2 separate regions of the Sus scrofa genome follow, and region 2 is linked to region 1. Evidence: chromatin contacts called from public Hi-C data. All regions are on one chromosome and are shown on one strand. Each heading gives the region's core, a stretch centred on a gene start, on an enhancer-like site or on the middle of the called end of the contact. The rest is flanking DNA. Distances are from core to core; before and after follow the strand shown. Region 1 holds the start of GADD45B (growth arrest and DNA damage-inducible protein GADD45 beta). Region 2 overlaps GNG7 (guanine nucleotide-binding protein G(I)/G(S)/G(O) subunit gamma-7).

Region 1 (2,861 bases), core at 60-2,559:
TATGGAAGTCCCTAGGCTAGGGGTCGAATCAGTTACAGCTACTGGCCCGTGCCACAGCCACAGCAAGCCAGGATCTGAGGCTCATCTGCAACCTACACCACAGCTCATGGCAACACAGGATTGTAAACCCACTGAGCAAGGCCAGAGCTCGAACTTGCATCCTCTTGGATCCTAACCAGGTTCGTTAACCACTGAGCCACGAATGGAACTCCCAAAAGTAGGAAATTCTGACGTATACATGGATGAGACTTGAAGACATTATGTTCAATAAAATAAGTCAGACACAAGAGGATGAATACACTATGATCCCATCTATGGGAGGTTCCTTTTTTACTATTATTAAAGTATACTTGATTTACAACATCTCTTCAATTTCTGTTGTACAACAAAGTGACCCAATCACACACAGTTTCCTGTGCTGTGCAGTAGGAGCCCATTGCTGGTCCATTCCAAATTTAACAGTTTGCATACAAAAACCCTGAGTGCCCGTCCATCCCACTCTCTTCCTCCTCCCTAAAGGATAAAATTCATAGAGACAAAGTATAATGGTAGGTGACAGGAGCTGGTGGTAGCTCATGTTTAACTCCCAGGAGTTTATGTTGGGAATGATAGAAAATTTTGAGGTCTAGATCACGGTGATTGTGACACAGCATTGTGAATATATTTAACACCACCAAACAGTATGCTTACAAATGGTCAAAATGATATATAGCACGCATATTTTACCATAAAAAAAAAAAAACAACAGGGGGGGAGTTCCCGGTGTGATGCAGCAGAAACGACTCCAACTAAGAACCACGAGGTTGTCGGTTCCATCCCTCAGCCTCACTTTGTGGGTTAAGGATCCGGCATTGCCGTGAGCTGTGGTGGAGGTCGCAGACACTGCTCGGATCCTGCGTTGCTGTGGCGTAGGCCAGCAGCTGCAGCTCTGATTCAACTCCTAGCCTGGGAACTTCCATATGCCGCGGGTGTGGCCCTAAGAACAAAAACAAACGAAAAACAAAACTCGCAGCCCTGGGCAGTAGTTTACTTGATTTTTCAAAAAATTGCATCTATAAACTTATTAAATACATGTTGCACATATAAAATACTGTGTATACAAAATACTGCCGCTGTTACCTCAGTCCTCCTCCTCACCCGGCCCCCGCCGGTCTGTCCCTTCCGGCGCTGCGGGCCGCAGGGACCTCGTATGGCCGCCAGGTGGCGCCAACTCGCCTTACAGCGCCCAGAACATTTCGCGCCCCCACGGTGGGCGGCGCGGAGGCGGCGGGATGCGTCAGCTCGACCGCTGGCCGAGGAGCTGGGGGAACCGAGCGGCGGGGCAGAGACCAGACCCCAGGCTGGCGGGGGAGGGGGCGCAGCTGTGAGTCACCCGGGAGCCCCTGATCGACCGTGGGAGAAAGTCCTACGCGGGCCTGCCCGCCTGGCTCGTGAACTGCTTTCCCGGGGAGAGGGCGAGGCTGGCGGCAGTCCCAGAGTGCGGCCGTGCCTGGCGCACAAGTGTGGTTCCAGTACGAATTAACCCGTAGCTTGAGGGAGTGGAAGCCTCACGAAGCCTCAGTTTCCTCTTCTACATCATGCAGATAAGCATAGCCCTTGCTTCCTAGGTTCTTGGGGATTAAGAGATAAGGCAAGTGATAGGGGGAGCCTGATACACAGTACTCTCAATACACTCAGCGCCCTCTCCGGAGGGAGGAAGTAAAAGTGGCGAGCATCGCGGGAAGCGTGCCAAGGTGGCAGCACGCAACGCCTGCAAAAATGTTTTCCCTCGATCTCTCTCCGGCCTCTAATTCCCCCACTGTCAGGTGAGGCGCGGAGGTGCAAACAACCCAAAGTGAGGCGCCAGCAGGGGGCGCGGAACCTGCGAGGCGGAGCCACCTGCACCTCCCACGCTCGCCCCACCCTGAAACTCGCGGCGGGTGGGGAGGGGGCATCGCGTCTCGGTCCTAGGCTTTGCAACCCTTGCTTCTGGGTACCTCGAGGCGGCCTCTTACGACTACCAGGTCGTAACTGACTCTACGGAGTGCGTACTGTGTACCTCCCTATTAAAGTCAAGGCTTCCTGCAACCCAATGAGGACAGTGTGCATTGTCATAGGACAGGTGGGGACTCAGGCCGCCTTCGCAGCCCCCAACTTTGGAGACCTGGAGGCAGTCTCCCGCAACCATCACCGCTTGCTTGTTATTCGCTTACTGCGTACTCCTAATTTTATTTTGCACTCCTGCAACCCAAGGAGGCCAGCGCTGCATTCCCATTAGACAAGGGCCCAGAAAGTTAAGTCACCCTGGGTCTGGGGTCCCTGCAGCCTGGGGAGATCCCGGAAACCATCACTAGAAAGGATCAGGCTGCAAACAGTGCTCTCTCCCCATGCAAAACCCCAGCAGGACTTGGAAAGGTGCAGGCCGGGGACTCTCCGAGGACGGGGAGGGGATTCCAGGCCCCCCCGAAAGTCAGGGCCGCCTGGCGCGCTGGAAATCCCGCGCGCGCCCCGAAACGCGGCTCGGCTGCCGGGAAATCAGGAGAAAACTTCTGCTTTTTTTTTTTTCTGGCACTCAAACTCCCCGCTCCCCCCCTCGCGCCCTCCTCCCAGCTCTCGCCCCCACGTGGGGCGCCCCCGCACGGCGCCCCGCCCTCTTCCCACCGCCAGCCAACCGCGGCGCCTGTTTCTCTCGCCTTTGTTTTTCCTCCAATAGGAAGAGAAGACGGTCCACCGGGGCCACGCCCCTATTGTACAGTCTATAAGTGGCGGTGCCCGCGGCCGCGGGTTCAGATTATTGAAGCTGAGGACTCGCGCTGTTAGCGGTCGCTTCCTGGATTATTTTTTGCTGAGGTATTTGCAATCTTTTTCGTTTTTTGTGGAGA
Region 2 (2,700 bases), core at 102-2,601, 62 kb after region 1:
CTAAATCCAGTGACTGGTGACTGCATGAGGAGAGGAGACACACATACAGGGAGAGGCCAAGTGAAATCAGAGGCAGCGACTTGGGTGGTGCATCTATAAGCCAAGGACACCAGGGATGCTGGAAACCACCAGAGGCTGAAGAGGCAGGAAGAACCCTCCCCTGGAGCCTTCTGAGAGGGGGGGCCCTGCTTTACCTTGGTCTTGGTACTTGGCCTCTGGAATATGAGAGGATGCACTTCTGTAGTTTTAAGCCCCCAGCCTGTGGTACTTTGCCAGGGTGGCCCCAGGAAGCCACTTGGGGGCTTTCTCGCAGCCCCTGCCAACCACCAGTGCCTGTGCCCCAACCCTCAGAACGGAGCAGGCCCTGTGCCCTTGGGCTGTACACTGTGTCTATGAAGCAGGCAGCCCTGTTCCAAGGCATTAAGAGAGGCTCAGGGAGTTCCCGTCGTGACGCAGTGGTTAACGAATCCGACTAGGAATCATGAGGTTGCGGGTTCGGTCCCTGCCCTTGCTCAGTGGGTTAACGATCCGGCGTTGCCGTGAGCTGTGGTGTAGGTTGCAGATGCGGCTCAGATCCTGCGTTGCTGTGGCTCTGGCGTAGGCCGGTGGCTACAGCTCCGATTCAACCCCTAGCCTGGGAACCTCCATATGCCGCGGGAGCGGCCCAAGAAATAGCAACAACAAGAACAACAAAAGACAAAAAGACAAAAGACAAAAAAAAAAAAAAAAAAGAGAGGCTCAGACTGCTGTATAGCACAGGGAGCTATATCCAATCACTTGTGATGGAACATGATGGAGGATAATGTGAGAAAAAGAAGGTATGTATATGTGTAACTAACTGGGTCCCTTTGCTGTACAGCAGAAATGGACAGAACATTGTAAATCAACTATAATACAATGTTTTTTTTTGTTTGTTTGTTTTTGTTTTTGTTTTGTTTTCAAAGAGAGGCTCAGAGGTGAAGCAGTGAAGCCCCACCACAATCCAATCCCCCCACCTCTTCAGCAAGCCCCACAGTGGGTCCCCGCTGCCTACGTCCTCGATGGAGAAAGACGCTCTTTCCTTCCCAAATCAGTGGTGGAACCCATGGAAATGAAACACCAGGCTCAGACAAGCACAGGGGTGGAGAAGCCACGGGGCCCTGAAAACAAAAACACCATGTGCAGAAACCCGTGGTGAGGGTCGAGGGAGAAAGTGACAGCTGCAGACGGCGTGTGAGGGAGGGTCTCAGTGTACAAATGGACTTTACGAGTAAAGGGACGAGGGGATGGGAAGACCCAGCGAAAACCAAGGCCGGCAGGAGGAAGTGAGAAACTACGATCAACGAAACAGAGAGAAACGAGAGGGGAACCTGCGAAACCGAAAGCTAGTGCTTTGGGAAGAGGGGGGCAACTCTGGCAGGCCTTTAGACAGACTGATGGGGAGACACCAGGGACCAGGGTCAGGGACCAGAGCCGGGCGTGATCAACGAGCATCTGGTAGGGGAAAGGCTTGTAGGAGGATGCTGCAGGCTCCAGCAGCCAGCGGATTAGGTAATCTACACGAAATGGACCAGTTTCCTGGAAAGGCACGTGTTTTCCAAACCAGTTGTGGCTCCAGATCCGGCTCCCGACGGTTCGCACTCACTTCGATGCCCAGCCCTATGCTTTTCCCGTCCACAGCCCCCTTCATCTCGGCACCATGCTTGGGAAGAGTATTGTTTCTGTTGCAGGAGATGAAAGGAATCCGCCTGAACGAACGTGGCTGAGCCACTGGGAGGCGGACCTGGGGTTTGAACTTGGGTTTCCTGGCAGGGGGCCCAGCGCTCTTTTTGCAGTGACACAATTCCCAGTGTGTCATGTGCGCGTGAAATACTTGGGCTTGTTTGTTCCTTTTCTAAAAAACAAGGGATTCCAAGCTCATGAAGTAAGATAAAACGTTACATACCTTTTTCAATTTTTCCAAGAAGCAGCACCACTCTACCCTGTTTAGAAAGAAAGAGAGAGAGAAAAAAAAATCGTGGTTAAATATTTTTAACTTAATTATCTCCAGCTTTTCTCAGAGAGATACTTGGCTGTCGCCAAAAATGTGGCATTTGATTTGGAAACTGGCTGTGTCCTCCAGAGAAACGTGGTGGGGGCGGCTTCTGGAAAACTCACTTTATTCTTTACAACCGAGCCATTCAGGAGGGACAACTGCTTTTCTTTGGGGAGGCGGGAGTCAAGTTTTCTTGCAGAACTTGTATTATTCCATTTTGGGACATGGGGACCCCAAGCTTTGAAATGGAACCGAGCCTTGGCATGTAATGCTTGGGGTTTTTCCGTGTCTCGTTTTCAGCTTTGATGGAAGCCACGTGCCAGGCCAACAAAGGGAGAGGTGGAAAATTCGATGTTGGGGCAAAGCCATTAACCTTGGGTGGAAGAGGTGACAGGTATATGGGGGCAGGAAGGCGAGGGGTCTGAGGCTGGCTGCCTGGGGTCAGAAGGTCACCGGGAAAGGAAGGAAGTCCCTGTGATCAGCCCCGAGGGCAGGGTGGGCTCTGATGCTTTGGAACTGCTGTTTTCCAGGGGATGGGAGCTCCTGCTCCAAGCGGAACCCTGTACGGAGCCAAATCTCTGATGATGGATGCACACAGTGTGAGGGGTCCTGGGGCTGCCACGTCCAGCTGCCAGAGTGACCCCCTAGACTGAACGCCACACTCCATGCTGCACTCACCAGCTGCC

Evidence for each region. Hi-C and Micro-C count contacts between places; a contact is called where the count stands out from the background.
Region 2: a Hi-C map of retroperitoneal adipose tissue shows a contact between it and region 1, with 2.0 times the contacts expected there. The contact joins the enhancer-like site here to the promoter of GADD45B in region 1. A contact is called at or near these places in 1 of 5 promoter capture datasets (liver), 13 of 47 Hi-C or Micro-C datasets (alveolar macrophages, blood, embryonic fibroblasts and 8 more) and 2 of 2 datasets of contacts at active chromatin or transcription factors (alveolar macrophages and skeletal muscle).

The regions. Positions count from the first base shown.
Region 1 is chr2:76,109,906-76,112,766 of Sscrofa11.1, reverse strand. It overlaps GADD45B (growth arrest and DNA damage-inducible protein GADD45 beta), which reads left to right and starts at 1,309. Exons shown (of 5, transcript XM_005654701.2): 1 at 1,309-1,805; 2 at 2,693-2,861.
Region 2 is chr2:76,048,327-76,051,026 of Sscrofa11.1, reverse strand. GNG7 (guanine nucleotide-binding protein G(I)/G(S)/G(O) subunit gamma-7) reads right to left here. Exons shown (of 6, transcript XM_021084181.1): 4 at 1,925-1,961. Among named protein-coding and RNA genes, the nearest start is that of GADD45B, 62 kb to the left of the region's middle. Within about 2 kb of position 1,351, at least 27 of the 83 cell types and tissues checked have an H3K27ac peak or open chromatin away from gene starts, as enhancers often do. A contact at or near this core is called in alveolar macrophages, liver, mesenteric adipose tissue and 3 more, where this site is marked.